Regions from separate parts of the Mus musculus genome. Here all the other regions are linked to region 1. The links are chromatin contacts, called in public promoter capture Hi-C maps. All regions are on one chromosome and are shown on one strand. The core of a region is the stretch at or near the end of the contact, and the rest is flanking DNA. Distances in the headings are between cores, read along the strand shown. Region 1 holds the start of Rabgap1 (RAB GTPase activating protein 1). Region 2 holds the start of Hspa5 (heat shock protein 5). Region 3 holds the start of Fbxw2 (F-box and WD-40 domain protein 2). Region 4 holds the start of Psmd5 (proteasome (prosome, macropain) 26S subunit, non-ATPase, 5). Region 5 holds the start of Stom (stomatin).

Region 1 (2,633 bases), core at 41-2,540:
GTATAATTATCTATGACACATTAGCACTTGCCTCCTTTCTTGTAACAATACCGTAACTCTACTTTAGATTTTAATGCATCTCACCAGGACGTCATCACCTTTTCAAAATAATCTCAAATATAAGTACCTAGACTTTAGCTAAGAGAACCCAGAGTCAGCTATTTCTATTCTACAGGCTTCCCAGAGAACAAAATTACTTTCTGTAGTACAAATCTGACCATATCAGTTTCCTGCTCAAAGAGCTTCAAAAAGATAATTCATCTCATTTAGTGTTGGTTAAACTTTTCACTATTTGGATTTCACTTTACTTCTCCAACTCAAACTCTTATGTACACAACCTCCCTGTCCCTATTCCTTTTTCTCATAGTCTGTAACGTCTCAGTACCACTACAACTTTTCTTTTTTTGGAAAAAGTAATTTCACGAGTTCTCTTTATCAAGAAGTAGGATTTAGAGGCCACTCTCTTCTACAGGCTTCCCAGCAACTGTCCTTAGAGCAGTTGATTAAAGTAACATATTGCATACCCTCCACCCTCTTACGAACATCAATTTGCTTATAAATGTCGCTTCCAAACTGGAGATGAACACTGGATATTTGATGAACCTCTATTGAATGGCATAACACCAGTAATTCAAAAGGTGCTGTAATCCGCGGTTGAGCAAGGGTAAAACCCATCAAAACCTGGCACTTACAGTAGACTCGCGGTTGGCACTGAAGGCCTTGCCTTGGCTAGCTCCCGCCGTTCAGTTTTCTGCCGGCCTCAACTGCAGCACTTTTTACAAAATGCCAGAGTCTGGCTTCCTGGCCAGCTACAGGGCCCTATATAGAGGGTCTCAGGAAGCGGTCCCTGGGGCATCCTGAGATTCCCCACTGCAGATTCGGGAAGGGGAAGAAAGTGGGATGCAGCATGGGCCAGTCCAATGGCTCAAAAGTCTGGGGGCCTAGACCAGCTCCTTGGCTCCCATCCCAGGGCAGGTTGCGGCCGATCCAGGTCCCCACGGGGGCTCCATTTCCAGAGACCCCGCACCCTAGCCCGGCTCTCGGGTGGCCTCCGAACTTACAGACCCGGGGGGAAGGTCGCCATCTACATCTGGCAAAACCAGGAGCTGCGGCCCCTCGGGGCTCCGGGAAGGGGGAGGGGCAGGCAACCTGAGCCAAAGGGGGACCCAACGGAACCGGAAGGGCAGCCCTGGCCGGACAAAGACAACTTCCAGGTCCCATGGTCATCTCCGCCAATCGGAATGCTCGGAGGACGACGGGCCCCTGAGAGGGACTTTCCGCGTTGTGGGCGGGGCGAGGCCAGGGAATCGGGCTGCGGAGGGTCGGCTTCGTGAGCTCTGCTGCTTGTGGTTCTTCGGTAGAAGGCGGGCCCGAGCTCTCTTCTTCGCGGCTGCAGTCACGAAGTGCTCCCGCTGACCGTTGCCTGCATGGGCCTGAGCAGCCTGTCTGCGAACAAGCCGTGGTAAGTCCCTCCCGCCCAGGGATGTGGACTCGCTGCGTGGGAGCCTGGAATGCAGAAAGCTGTTGTTGGGTCCCGTCCCTTGTGGATACTGGTGTTTCTTAGGAAATCTTCCTTTTATGTTCCCAGGTCAATCTCTTGCCTTCCTTATCTTTGGTTACCCTAGCCGTTCACAAATCTGTGGTTAACCTGAATACCTCTCTTGAGCACTGGAGCCAGCCACTTAGACCGATTTCCTGTTGTCCAGTGTTTAGTGTGCCTTTTTCGTAACAAGTTCATGCCCAGGCCTACCTAGCTATAGTTCTTGTTTGGTGAAACAATCATACAGGGCCTCTTCCCAAAGAGAAAATCTGGAAATCATTCTGAATTCCCTTTACTTTGCCCATCCACTTAGTTATTGCTTTCTCTACATTTGTTTTATTTACCGTTTGGTGGTGTTATTATAGGAAACAGAAATAATTATCAATTTAATCTTTTTCCAAGCTTAAAGCTAAGTGGCTTTGTACAATGTTGTATAACCACTGCTAGCTATTCCCGCATTAACTCCTTGTATTATTTTGTGGATATCCATTTTCCGTAATATCTGTTGAAAAGGTGAACTTTTTGCCCATTGAGTGGACTTTTTGGAAATCAGTTCGCTTTATGAGAGTTTCTTATTGGGCTGTCTAGAGTACGGTGGTCTATGTTTATTCTTGTGCTAGTACCATACTGCTTTAATAATCGTAACTTTGCAGGCAGTTTGGCATTTACTGTGAGTGCTCCATCTTTATTCAAGACTGTTTTGGTTCTTCGAGATGTTTTTCACTTCCATCTGAATTTAGTATCAGGAACTGGACCTAGGACTTTTCATGATACGCAAATACTGTATTACTGAGCTACATCTTCAGCCATACTTTTGTATTGATTTGAGGATTGACTACCATTTCTTGGGAAACGGCTTTTGGAACGTTTTTTTTTTTTTTCCGTTTTTGTAAATCTGTAGGTTGCTTTGAATAGTATTATTATTATTATTATTATTTTATGTCTTCTTGCCCATAAACACAAGGTGCCTCTTCAGGCCTTTTATATAAATTATTTTCAGAAATGTCTTCTTAGTTTTCTGCATTCTTGGTTCATTCACACATTTTTATCAGGGTCTGCCTCAATTTTCATAGTGCTTATTGCTAGTGTCTAA
Region 2 (2,633 bases), core at 86-2,585, 2.7 Mb before region 1:
AAAAAGGGTGGTGGTGGTGGGAATCAATAGTATAAATTATGGAGTAAAATCAACCGGGTTATTAACTATATTCTCAGCACTTATCAATCGACCATTCTAGCTATTTAATCGCTCTTGGTCTCAATGGTCTCTTCTGGAAAATGGGAAAAATGTACCAAGACTTGAATATGAATAAATGACACATGGAAAACACATAGGAGGATCAGTAGTTATAGACCAGCTTGGGCCTGTGTACAATGCCTCTCAAAATACATAAAACAAAACAATGAAGTACATAATAAGCTCAAGTAGTAACTTGTTTTGTTTGTCCCCCAACATACTATTATAAAAGAGTAAAGCATCAGCAAGACTTTTTTGTCTGCTAAACGTCTTTAGCATTATCAGCCCTATTCCAAGAGTCGAATAGGGTGGTGTCAAGAAGGAAGAGGGAAAGAGGAAGGACTTATAAATAATAACCAGTGTCATAAATGGAAATGCTATGCTAGAACAGGTTAGCGAACAATAAGGCGCTACGAGAGAGAGAGAGAGAGAGAGAGAGAGAGAGAGAGAGAAGAAAAGATACATCTCATGGTGGAAAGTGCTCGTTTGACCATAGTACTGAATCTCCGCGGCGGAGAAAGGGAATAGGTTACAATTGGCCAGGCCAATCCTGGGACTTAACCCCGGCAAAGGGAAGATTCGAAAGGCCTGGAAAGACACATACGGCTAGCCTTGGGGTGAAGGAGAAACACGGTTAGCTGAGAAGCACCAGGATTCTCAGCGAGGCAGAATCCAGATCAGGCCCCAGCTCGAGACGTGCAGGCCGGGCGAGTAACAGGGCCTGGACTCTGGGACATCCGAGAACGTGTGGAGGCTGGGGAGGGCGATCACAGCTGAGGCCGGGCAGCTCAGGACGCGGGGAATCGAGGAGGAGAAAGGCCGCGTACTTCTTCAGAGTGAGAGACAGAAAAGGAGACCCCGAGGGAACTGACACGCAGACCCCACTCCAGTCCCCGGGGGCCTGGCGTGAGGGGAGGACCTGAACGGTTACCGGCGGAAACGGTCTCGGGGTGAGAGGTCACCCGAAGGACAGGCAGCTGCTGAACCAATAGGACCAGCGCTCAGGGCGGATGCTGCCTCTCATTGGTGGCCGTTAAGAATGACCAGTAGCCAATGAGTCAGCCCGGGGGGCGTAGCAATGACGTGAGTTGCGGAGGAGGCCGCTTCGAATCGGCAGCAGCCAGCTTGGTGGCATGGACCAATCAGCGGCCTCCAACGAGTAGCGACTTCACCAATCGGAGGCCTCCACGACGGGGCTGTGGGGAGGGTATATAAGGCGAGTCGGCGACGGCGCGCTCGATACTGGCCGAGACAACACTGACCTGGACACTTGGGCTTCTGCGTGTGTGTGAGGTAAGCGCCGCGGCCTGCTGCTAGGCCTGCTCCGAGTCTGCTTCGTGTCTCCTCCTGACCCCGAGGCCCCTGTCGCCCTCAGACCAGAACCGTCGTCGCGTTTCGGGGCCACAGCCTGTTGCTGGACTCCTAAGACTCCTGCCTGACTGCTGAGCGACTGGTCCTCAGCGCCGGCATGATGAAGTTCACTGTGGTGGCGGCGGCGTTGCTGCTGCTGGGCGCGGTGCGGGCCGAGGAGGAGGACAAGAAGGAGGATGTGGGCACGGTGGTCGGCATCGACTTGGGGACCACCTATTCCTGGTAAGTGGTATCCGTCGAAGGAGGAGGGGGTGGGGAGGAGTGGGGCGTGGCCTCCGGGGCCAGCGTGAGAAAGTGAGGTGCTGATTCCTTTTCTGTGGGGTTTCCCCGTCAGCGTCGGTGTGTTCAAGAACGGCCGCGTGGAGATCATAGCCAACGATCAGGGCAACCGCATCACGCCGTCGTATGTGGCCTTCACTCCTGAAGGGGAGCGTCTGATTGGCGATGCGGCCAAGAACCAACTCACGTCCAACCCCGAGAACACGGTCTTCGATGCCAAGCGCCTCATCGGACGCACTTGGAATGACCCTTCGGTGCAGCAGGACATCAAGTTCTTGCCATTCAAGGTCGGACCCGTTTTTTTTTTCTCATGCTAATGGGGCGGCTGGGGTGATAGGAGTATTTAGGGGTTGCCACTTGGCCAAAAACACTGTTCAAAGGACTTAAAAGAATGTGTTCGGAATTTATGTAACGGTTTTACATCTAGTCGTTTTTAGTGTGTTATAAAACATGACACACTGTTAACAATGTCTAGAAGTTGAAACAGACTAAAACTGTCGATCTATCTACAATACAGCTGTGCTCAGTTTTAGTTGTGATTTCCCCCTAAGGGACAGAGATGAATCAAGCTATGGGAGGGAGGAAATGGATTTTTTTTTTTAAATCGTTTGTGGTGTCATTGTTTCCTCTTCGGAAAAATTACCTTTAAATTACTTTATGCCATAGGTGGTTGAAAAGAAAACTAAACCGTACATTCAAGTTGATATTGGAGGTGGGCAAACCAAGACATTTGCCCCAGAAGAAATTTCTGCCATGGTTCTCACTAAAATGAAGGAGACTGCTGAGGCGTATTTGGGAAAGAAGGTGAATAACGTGTGAAACAGTGTTGAGTGTTTGATTGCTGTTGCTCCCCCTCGATGACTTGTGTAGGGAAGCCTTCATGG
Region 3 (2,633 bases), core at 96-2,595, 2.6 Mb before region 1:
AATACTCATTGTTGTTGGGAAGGTTGTCTCCTTGCCTCCCCTTTCACAACCAGTTAAAAGGTAGGCCAGGCGTGGTGATACATGCCTTTAATCCCAGCCCTCGGAGGCAGAAGCAGGCTCTGTGAGTTTGAGGCCAGTCTGGTCTACACAGAGGATTATGTGTACAGAAAAGTATTCTGTGAATATTGAGGAAGCTGATTAAATATTGCTTCAAGAGAGAACTGGAAAGAAAAGGGATGAAGTCCCTTTTAACAAAACATCTTTTTGTATTTAAAACCATGTGACTACACTATTGTAAAGATCTTTTCCTCCTTTTGCTTGTGATATTTAGAAAATTGTTTTTACTGTTCCTTTTTGTTTTGCTTTTTGTTTTATTTTGTTTTTTGAGACAGGCTTTTGCAGTGAAGCCCAGACTGGTCTCACAATTCACAAGACTGGAGTGCTGGGACTGCTGGAGTCCACAACCACCCTTGGCCTAAAAGCCATTAATTTAGAGACTAATCTTTTAAACCTTTGAAAGAATACAAATAATGTTTATAAAACACGGGCTCTGAAATTTCACTTGTTGGGTAACCATGGGCAAATCATTTCTTGTGTTTCAAGCCAAATTTCCTCACTTGTAAACTGTCGCCTGGTACTGTTTTACCTACAAGATTGTTAGGGTTAAACAGCGTTCTGTACAGTATCTGGCACACTATAAGCCTACAATAAATGCCAGTTACTGTTATAATGTAGTACTAATACTGTCATTTCTCCCCTTTTAAAAAGAAGCATCATCTCAAATACACACCTGTTTTCAAGGCATACACACAAGCATGGTGCCTTCCTACACATACTACTACGTTCTGCATTTTATAAACCACCTGTCCACATTTCATCATCTTTAATTAATTAAAGTGCTAGCCTTGGGGCATCAATGTTAACTCGTTTCGCGGCTAGGAAAAACCGAAGCACCAGAAGGCAGGAACTCTTAGCTCTAATTTTCCTGTCTAAAATTAACTCCGAGTCTCTCAGCCCGTTCGTGACTCCCTTGGTCCCCTGCTCCTGGAGCCGTGTTCCGCGCGGCACTGACCTGAGCGAGCGCCCCGGGGCCCGGGACCTCGCGCCGGGCTCACACCGACTAGGCGCGCTCGGGCCGCCAGAGCGTCGCAGCGGCCGGGTCCGCTCCACAGCCATGGCGCCTGCGGGGAAAGGGAGAAAACAGGCCGGGGCGGCGGGTCAGTAACGCCGCGGGCGCTGGGGATTCCTGTCCAGCCCGGCCCGGCCAATCGCAAATACAGACCTGGACCTACGGCCGCTGCTCTGGGTCCGCAGCCTCACAGGGGAGCGGCTTCCGGTGCTGCTGCGTCATCTCCGCGCGCCATTCCGGCGCCCAGCGTCGGGCGGAAGCGGCTCTACTTCCGTCTCTGCCCTCCAAGTACCTGGGAAAGAATGGCCCCGACTGTGGAAAAGGGCCGAACATGTGCTGTACCACCGTCTGCGCTTACACCTTATGATCCTGAGCAAGGTGGACCTCTAGATTTGCACAATGTTTATTTTCCTCATCTACTTTTTTTTTTTAACCAAGTTAGGGTAATATTTCACAGGAGAGAAAGGGCTAAGGCTCCAAATCCACATGTGACGATATTCAAACAGCCCATTGACACCTGGCACCTCCCAAACACGATTCTGACACAGCTGAACAAATCCCTAACTGCGCGAGGTCTATGTCTAGTCGTAGGAGGAAGACAGGACAAATAACAAAGTATACTGCAGGAAGCAAGGACAAAACATGGTAAGGGAGTTGGGTAGGGGCTGGGTTAAGCTCGAATCCCAGGACATACATGCACGCTGTCCAAACGTGGCCACTTAGCCACGGAGACAGCTGTTCTCCGAAGCGCTTGTTACATATCAGCTAACTAGCGTGAAGCCTTTAGTCCCCCCAGATAGAAGTGGTAAGCAAGAAGCTCTATAAATGCTGCTGTGTGAAAGCTTTGCCTGTCTGTTTGATGGGACAAGGTTTTTCTGTAACTCTGGCTGACCGGGACCTCGCTCTGTAGACCAAGCTGGTCTTGAACTCAAAGATCTGCCTGCCTCTCCCAATAGCTTGGGACTAATGAATGGTGTGCGCCATCATTGCCCAGTTTTTGGTTTGTTTGTTTTTGTTTTTCCTATTTAAAGCTTTTGTTTCCCTTGGGTTTTTTTTTTTTTTTTTTTTTTTTTTTTGGGTTTTCGAGACAGGGTTTCTCTGTGTAGCCCTGGCTGTCCTGGAGCTCACTTTGTAGACCAGGTTGGCCTCGAACTCAGAAATCCCCCTGCCTCTGCCTCCCGAGTGCTGGGATTAAAGGCGTGCGCCACCACGCCCGGCTAGGGTTTTTTTTAAGAGTTATTTATTTTATGCGTATGAGTACGCTGTAGTTGTGAGCCTTCATGTGGATGATGGGAATTGAATTTAGGACCTCTGCTCACTCCGGTCAACCCCGCTCCCTATGTGAGACCGGCGCTCGCTCAGTCCCAAAGATTTGTTATTATAAATAAGTACACTGTAGCTGTCTTCAGACGCACCAGAAGAGGGCGTCAGGTCTCATTACAGGCGGTTGTGAGCTACCGTGTGGTTGCTGGGATTTGAACTCAAGACCTTCAGAAGAGCAGTC
Region 4 (2,633 bases), core at 80-2,579, 2.6 Mb before region 1:
CACAGAATTATAACAAGGGAAAGGTATCCAGAATTATAAACAGAAAAATGATAATGTCATTATGGTGTCTGACGAAGAGCCACTTGCAGCTGGAGAAAGACTTTTTTGGGGAGGTGGCACATGGGCTGGGTCCACAGTCAGTAGAACTGGTGTGAGAGGAGTTCAGAAAGTGCCAAGTCATGCTCTAGGAACGTTAGTGATGGTAACACGGTAGTGGAACAGATGCGCTCAGTGGAGTAAATGAAGGAGAGTAGCCTGGAAAAGCAGACTGGAAAGCTACCAGGAAGGGCCCAAATACCAAACTATACAATCATGATTTCCACAGACAAGCTAAGCCAACTGACCTGAGACATTAGTTCTGGTTGCAGGGTGAGGGCTAGTCAGAAAAGGAAAATAACCACTAAAATACTGACTGTTAAAACCAACTTAGCAGACGTAGCAGGAGTAAGAGATGTAGCAGAAGGGAGGTAAGAAAGCGCACTGAAAGCATTCAGTGCTGACTGACTGGAGCTCACTATCTTTTCAAATTAAAATTCAAATACAAAAAGCACATTAAATGATCAAGTTAACAAATACAAGACATTTCTAATTTAATGCTATAGATGCATATTCATCAAAAGTTGCTATCCTAACATTTTAATTCCAGTTGCACATTAATAACTTCTACATATAATCCTGGGTTATGCAGTTTACTCTCGCTTGTAAGGGGTATATAGTGGATTAATTTACACATAAGCTTTACAATTTTCCTTTTTTTTTTTTTTTACATTCAACACTTTCATACATACACAGATCGGCCGCGCAACGTTACGCAGCAATAATTTATGTCCTTAATGATTTATTAATATGGTTGTTTCTAGTTTAAAGTTTTGCTGTCTCACAAATCTGTTATTCCGTACATTTTAATTCCACTGGACAAGCATTCACTGGATACTGAAATTAAAAGGCGTGCCGTGGACCCCGCCACAATATCAGCAGAAGATTCCTTCCGGAGAGGAGAACCGTCAAGACCCGGGCAACACACAGTTGTGGACATCTTGCAATTGGACAACCTGGACTTTTCTCCGAAAGACCCCTGCAGCCATCCCTACCCGCCCAAGCCCGGTGCTTCTCTCACCGATTGTTCTGGTTAAGCAAGGAGAACAGCGGGCGGAGGCGTAGCTCCGCCGCCTGCTCGCGAAGCTCGTGCAGCGGCACAGCCTGCACCACTGACTGCAGCGCACGAAGCTCCTCCAGCGGCGCCTCCAGCCGCGCCACCTCCCGCAGGAGCGACACAGCCTGCGCCGCCATCTCCCTGGCTCCCGTCTGCCCGCCCACCTACTAGGTTCCCAGAGCGCCTCTCTGAATCTCGCGAGATCTTACGGAGCGAAGCCTCCCAGCAGATCTGTCAAGTCTCGCGAGATCCTTTCTCAACGCGGTCCCCGCCCCTTTCTTTGGGGCCCGGAGTCTTGCGCGTGCCGGGAGACTAAGAGACTGAGACCGCCCAGGGGATCAAGAGGCTTTGTGCACGCTCTCCGCAGAGGCCTCCGTGACGGAACCGGGATGACTGAACCCGAGTCCGAGGCCAGGTGGCCATCAAGATGAGGCACATGGTCCCCGAAAACTTGGACGTGGGGCGCCGGTTTGACGTCTGTCAGCCAATGGAAGGCCTGATTAAGAGAAGTTTGGGGCCGATGTGCAGGAAGTTTTCGGCATCTTCCAGAGTCTGCGCGTGACGTAATCACCGAAGGACAGACATAGCATTTAGTGCGGAGAGAAGGAGCAGGCCATGGAGGGGCTGGCCTCAGACTCCGAGACCAAATGCACACAGAAGTGTCTGATGGAAATCAGTGGTCAAGGACAAGCTATATATATTTCGTGAAAGAGAGAGAGGAGAGAGAGAGGGAGAGAAGCTTAAAAATCGCTGCCATCTGCGAAACACGGGGTTGTTGGAGAAGAACCATTAAAAGCTAGTTGACAACCAACTATTTCAAGCCGTTGGAATGTCTGGTCAGAGTTGTAGACCTCATTTGGTCCCCTGTGCCAAGGAGATGAGTCTGTTTTGGAACGCATGGCTTCCTGTTCTTTTACGGAAAGAGACAAAAATCCAGGAAGCTTAGAGGAGACTAAGGATGGGATGCCCATCTGTATGTGTGTTCGCGCGTGCATGTCAGGGACTCAGGTGACAACAATAAAACTCTGCGACTTTACAAAGACCCTAATCCCACTCTTTTGGAAAAGGTTAAACTACCCGTTTCCCCATTTTATGTCATACACACGGAGAACTGTCACTAACCGTTGTCTTCTCTTTTCGTTACTTCACGATTATCGTACCCTTGAAGCCTAGAAGCTAATTGGCAGAGAAAACTCTTGAATTAAAGGTGTGGGTGATTATGAACAGAAGTCCCAGGCATTCAGACTCCTCCCCAGCCCTCCAAACTCCCAGGGGCTTGTTTTCTGTAGCCCTTGGATCATAATATTTTCCAGACATTCAGGAATTATATCAAGAAGACATTTGACCACTTTGCTCCCTGCGTTGAAAAAGAAAACTCACTTAAGTAACACAGCAGCCTTATACTACTTTTAGTAGTTGTAAAAGAAGTTTAAAAAAAAAAAAAGATGACACATAGCCAGTCATTCTTAAAGCTTGCGAG
Region 5 (2,633 bases), core at 58-2,557, 2.1 Mb before region 1:
AGGTTTCCTATTACAACACTCTGGAGCCATCTGAGATCCTCAAGATTCGCCTGAGAAAGAGTTAAAGATGCTTCTGGGCAGGGGGATGGGCGTTAGATGGGAGGCCAGGTTGGCTTTGCAAATAATCCGAATGGATGACAGCTGTCTCCGCAGGATGATGGAAAAGCCCACTCAGCCTCCTAAATCTCTTCCACCGTGTCATTCTCCCTGAAATTCCATCTTTAGAAATAATTCCTTTAGATTAGTAAAGCTCCCAGGAGGATAGCAGGACTCCTGCGAGGTTTATTTTCTCTTACTGGGCATCTCCTGACCCCAAGGAGTTATACAATTTAAAGGCTCAAGGAGGTAGTTCGCTCAAGGGCTCTAATTTTTTTATAGAAGATAGCCTGAGGGCCTGCTAACAGTTCTTGCCTTCAAAACTAGGAAGGCTCCAGAAGAGTGGTGAGCTATTTACCTGGAAGGAGAGATCTCTAAGACAAAAGTGGACACAGTATGGGACAGACAATGGAACTGGAAGGAAAGCCAGGGAGACCTCCTTTCTTCTGCCTATACCGCCTACTGTGTCATAGGTTGAAGCCTAGCCCTTTACTAGGAAATTGATTAGTTTCCCGAAGCTGGGGACGGCAGGAAGAGGGTGGGAGTTCTTCCCTGGTTCAGAGGACTGTGGATCACGTAGGGATTGCTGAAGGCTACTTGTTGGGACTGCTTGCTTCCCCTCCCAGGCGCTGGGGCAGAAAAGAAACAAGAATGAGCAGAGGAGGCTGAAGCTGCAGAAGAGGCGCCTCTACCACTCCTGGCTGCCAGGGTCTGTCCTGGTCTGCGTGCACCGCCCGAGATAAAGAAGCGCTGGTGATAGGCACCTGGCATCTAGGACCCAAAGGATAAGCCAGTTCTTGCCTGCTAGGGTGCCGAGCAATGGATACACGCCCCTGCCGCGCGAGTGCGCCCTCTTGACTGCCATGCAGGCTGCACCCCAGCACCCCCAAATCATCATGTATCAGCCCGAGAACCCAGGAATGAAGAAGACGACGGCTCTGCGAAGCGCACACAGTGCAGTGGAGGCACGCCGGCGGTCTGCGGGGGTTCTCACTGCAGGCGGTGGGTCTCGGGACCCAGAGGGGGGCTTGAAGAGGCTGTGCGGGGGACGAGAGACTCACCTCTGAAGGACTCAGGGATCCGCTGAGACTGGACATGGCTGGACTGCCGTTTGTCAGACATAGTGCTGGAGTCAGAGTCGCTCAAAAACTCGTCAGTTCCCAAAGCCGGAGCTTTACTGAGAGCCGTTAGCAACGAAGGGGCTCAAGCTCTGGTGCAGTCCCGCCCCCAGCTGGCGGCCCGCCCAATAGGTGCCCGGGAATGGAGGAGAAGACACGCCTCTCCCGCCCTCAGAGTGCGTGACCGGAGGGGGCGTGGCCTGAAGGGGGTGTTGGCAGGCAGATACTAGGAGGGTAAGACAGTGAGGCCAGAATGCTTAAGGCCCTGCCAGAGTCTCGCTCCAGCTTCCAGTGGGTTGATCCGAGGAGAAGCTGTGAGAACAGGGCGGGGCTGAGGAGCGGTGCAAGGCATCCTGTGATTCCAGGCATTAGTGAGGGGGAAGGCGTCCTCTTGTAGTGGGGGTCTTGCAGATTGAGGGGCGTGCTGAGGGTGCTGAGTATAGCCTGGTACATCGGGTAGGCAGTGAGAGGAAGGAGTTCGCGTCAATGCTCTTGCCCCAAAGAAGACCAATTTCCAGGCGGTACATTACTTTTTTCAGACAAAATTAACTTACGGAGCGCTTGGCCTCTAGCAGGCGAGGGCCTCCCAGTTGATGCAGTGGGCAGAGGTGGACACAGTGCCAGCCCTCGTGAAGTTTGTATTATACCACAAACAAACAAGCTAAGGGTGTTTCGAAAGCAACAGCACGGAGCCCATTTGATTAATCAAAACCGAAAGGCTTCTTTCTATAAATAAGGATGTGGCCCGTGAAAAATGTCCCCTGAAAGAGCCAACCTTGGAATGGGGGCAGACTTATTCATGAGAGGTGAAAGGTCGGGCCTGGATTCTAAAATTACATTTTACAGTGTCCAGGCTCTGGAGGAAGCACTTGCCAGAACCCTCCCAGTCTCAAGTTGCCTCCCTTGCAGTTTGTAACTGAAAACCTCATGTTTGAAAAATCACTGCTGGTTTTTTTTTTTGTTTGTTTGTTTTTGTTTTTGTTTTTCTCCCTGGACTGTCCCAATGCAAACTGTTCAGGGAAATATTAAGGTACACAAAATAAACTTTTAAAAGGCATTTTATTTTGAATAAACATAGAATCACAGAAAGCTGAAAAGACATTATAGTGGTCACAAGGACCCTCTATTCATGTTACTCCTATAGTTAAATCTGTTTTATGTGCAGTCTCAAAATAGGAAATTGGCCCTGACAGAATAAGTATTCAAATATGCCATTTTATCACATGTATATACATTCTTATAAACACAGTTATAAAGATACAGAGCTAGTTCATCACTGCTGAGAGCTCCCTCTTGGAAACATTCTCTCTCTCTCTCTCTCTCTCTCTCTCTCTCTCTCTCTCTCTGACACACACACACACACACACACAGTATTTGCTGTGTAATTCCAGATGCCTTGTGGTGGTTCCCTCTCATGAA

The links. Promoter capture Hi-C pulls out the DNA fragments that hold promoters and counts their contacts.
Region 2: a contact with region 1 is called in a promoter capture Hi-C map of pre-B cells, with 10 times the contacts expected there. The contact joins the promoter of Hspa5 here to the promoter of Rabgap1 in region 1. A contact is called at or near these places in 1 of 39 promoter capture datasets (pre-B cells) and 1 of 9 other capture datasets (liver).
Region 3: a contact with region 1 is called in a promoter capture Hi-C map of pre-B cells, with 2.3 times the contacts expected there. The contact joins the promoter of Fbxw2 here to the promoter of Rabgap1 in region 1. A contact is called at or near these places in 2 of 39 promoter capture datasets (hippocampal neurons and pre-B cells).
Region 4: a promoter capture Hi-C map of liver shows a contact between it and region 1, with 7 times the contacts expected there. The contact joins the promoter of Psmd5 here to the promoter of Rabgap1 in region 1. A contact is called at or near these places in 2 of 39 promoter capture datasets (cranial neural crest and liver) and 1 of 115 datasets of contacts at active chromatin or transcription factors (embryonic stem cells).
Region 5: a contact with region 1 is called in a promoter capture Hi-C map of pre-B cells, with 9 times the contacts expected there. The contact joins the promoter of Stom here to the promoter of Rabgap1 in region 1. A contact is called at or near these places in 2 of 39 promoter capture datasets (liver and pre-B cells) and 1 of 115 datasets of contacts at active chromatin or transcription factors (embryonic stem cells).

Annotation. Positions count from the first base shown.
Region 1 is chr2:37,441,995-37,444,627 of GRCm38.p6, forward strand. It overlaps Rabgap1 (RAB GTPase activating protein 1), which reads left to right and starts at 1,291. Exons shown (of 26, transcript NM_146121.2): 1 at 1,291-1,462. Zbtb26 (zinc finger and BTB domain containing 26) reads right to left here and starts at 1,178. Exons shown (of 2, transcript NM_199025.3): 1 at 693-1,178.
Region 2 is chr2:34,770,755-34,773,387 of GRCm38.p6, forward strand. Hspa5 (heat shock protein 5) reads left to right here and starts at 1,336. Exons shown (of 9, transcript NM_001163434.1): 1 at 1,336-1,392; 2 at 1,475-1,692; 3 at 1,805-2,036; 4 at 2,416-2,553. The coding sequence starts at 1,568.
Region 3 is chr2:34,824,890-34,827,522 of GRCm38.p6, forward strand. It overlaps Fbxw2 (F-box and WD-40 domain protein 2), which reads right to left and starts at 1,346. Exons shown (of 8, transcript NM_013890.4): 1 at 1,283-1,346; 2 at 1,073-1,181. It also overlaps a transcript of Gm34653 not described here.
Region 4 is chr2:34,869,633-34,872,265 of GRCm38.p6, forward strand. It overlaps Psmd5 (proteasome (prosome, macropain) 26S subunit, non-ATPase, 5), which reads right to left and starts at 1,330. Exons shown (of 10, transcript NM_080554.2): 1 at 1,118-1,330. The coding sequence starts at 1,290.
Region 5 is chr2:35,335,702-35,338,334 of GRCm38.p6, forward strand. Stom (stomatin) reads right to left here and starts at 1,308. Exons shown (of 7, transcript NM_013515.2): 1 at 1,158-1,308. The coding sequence starts at 1,218.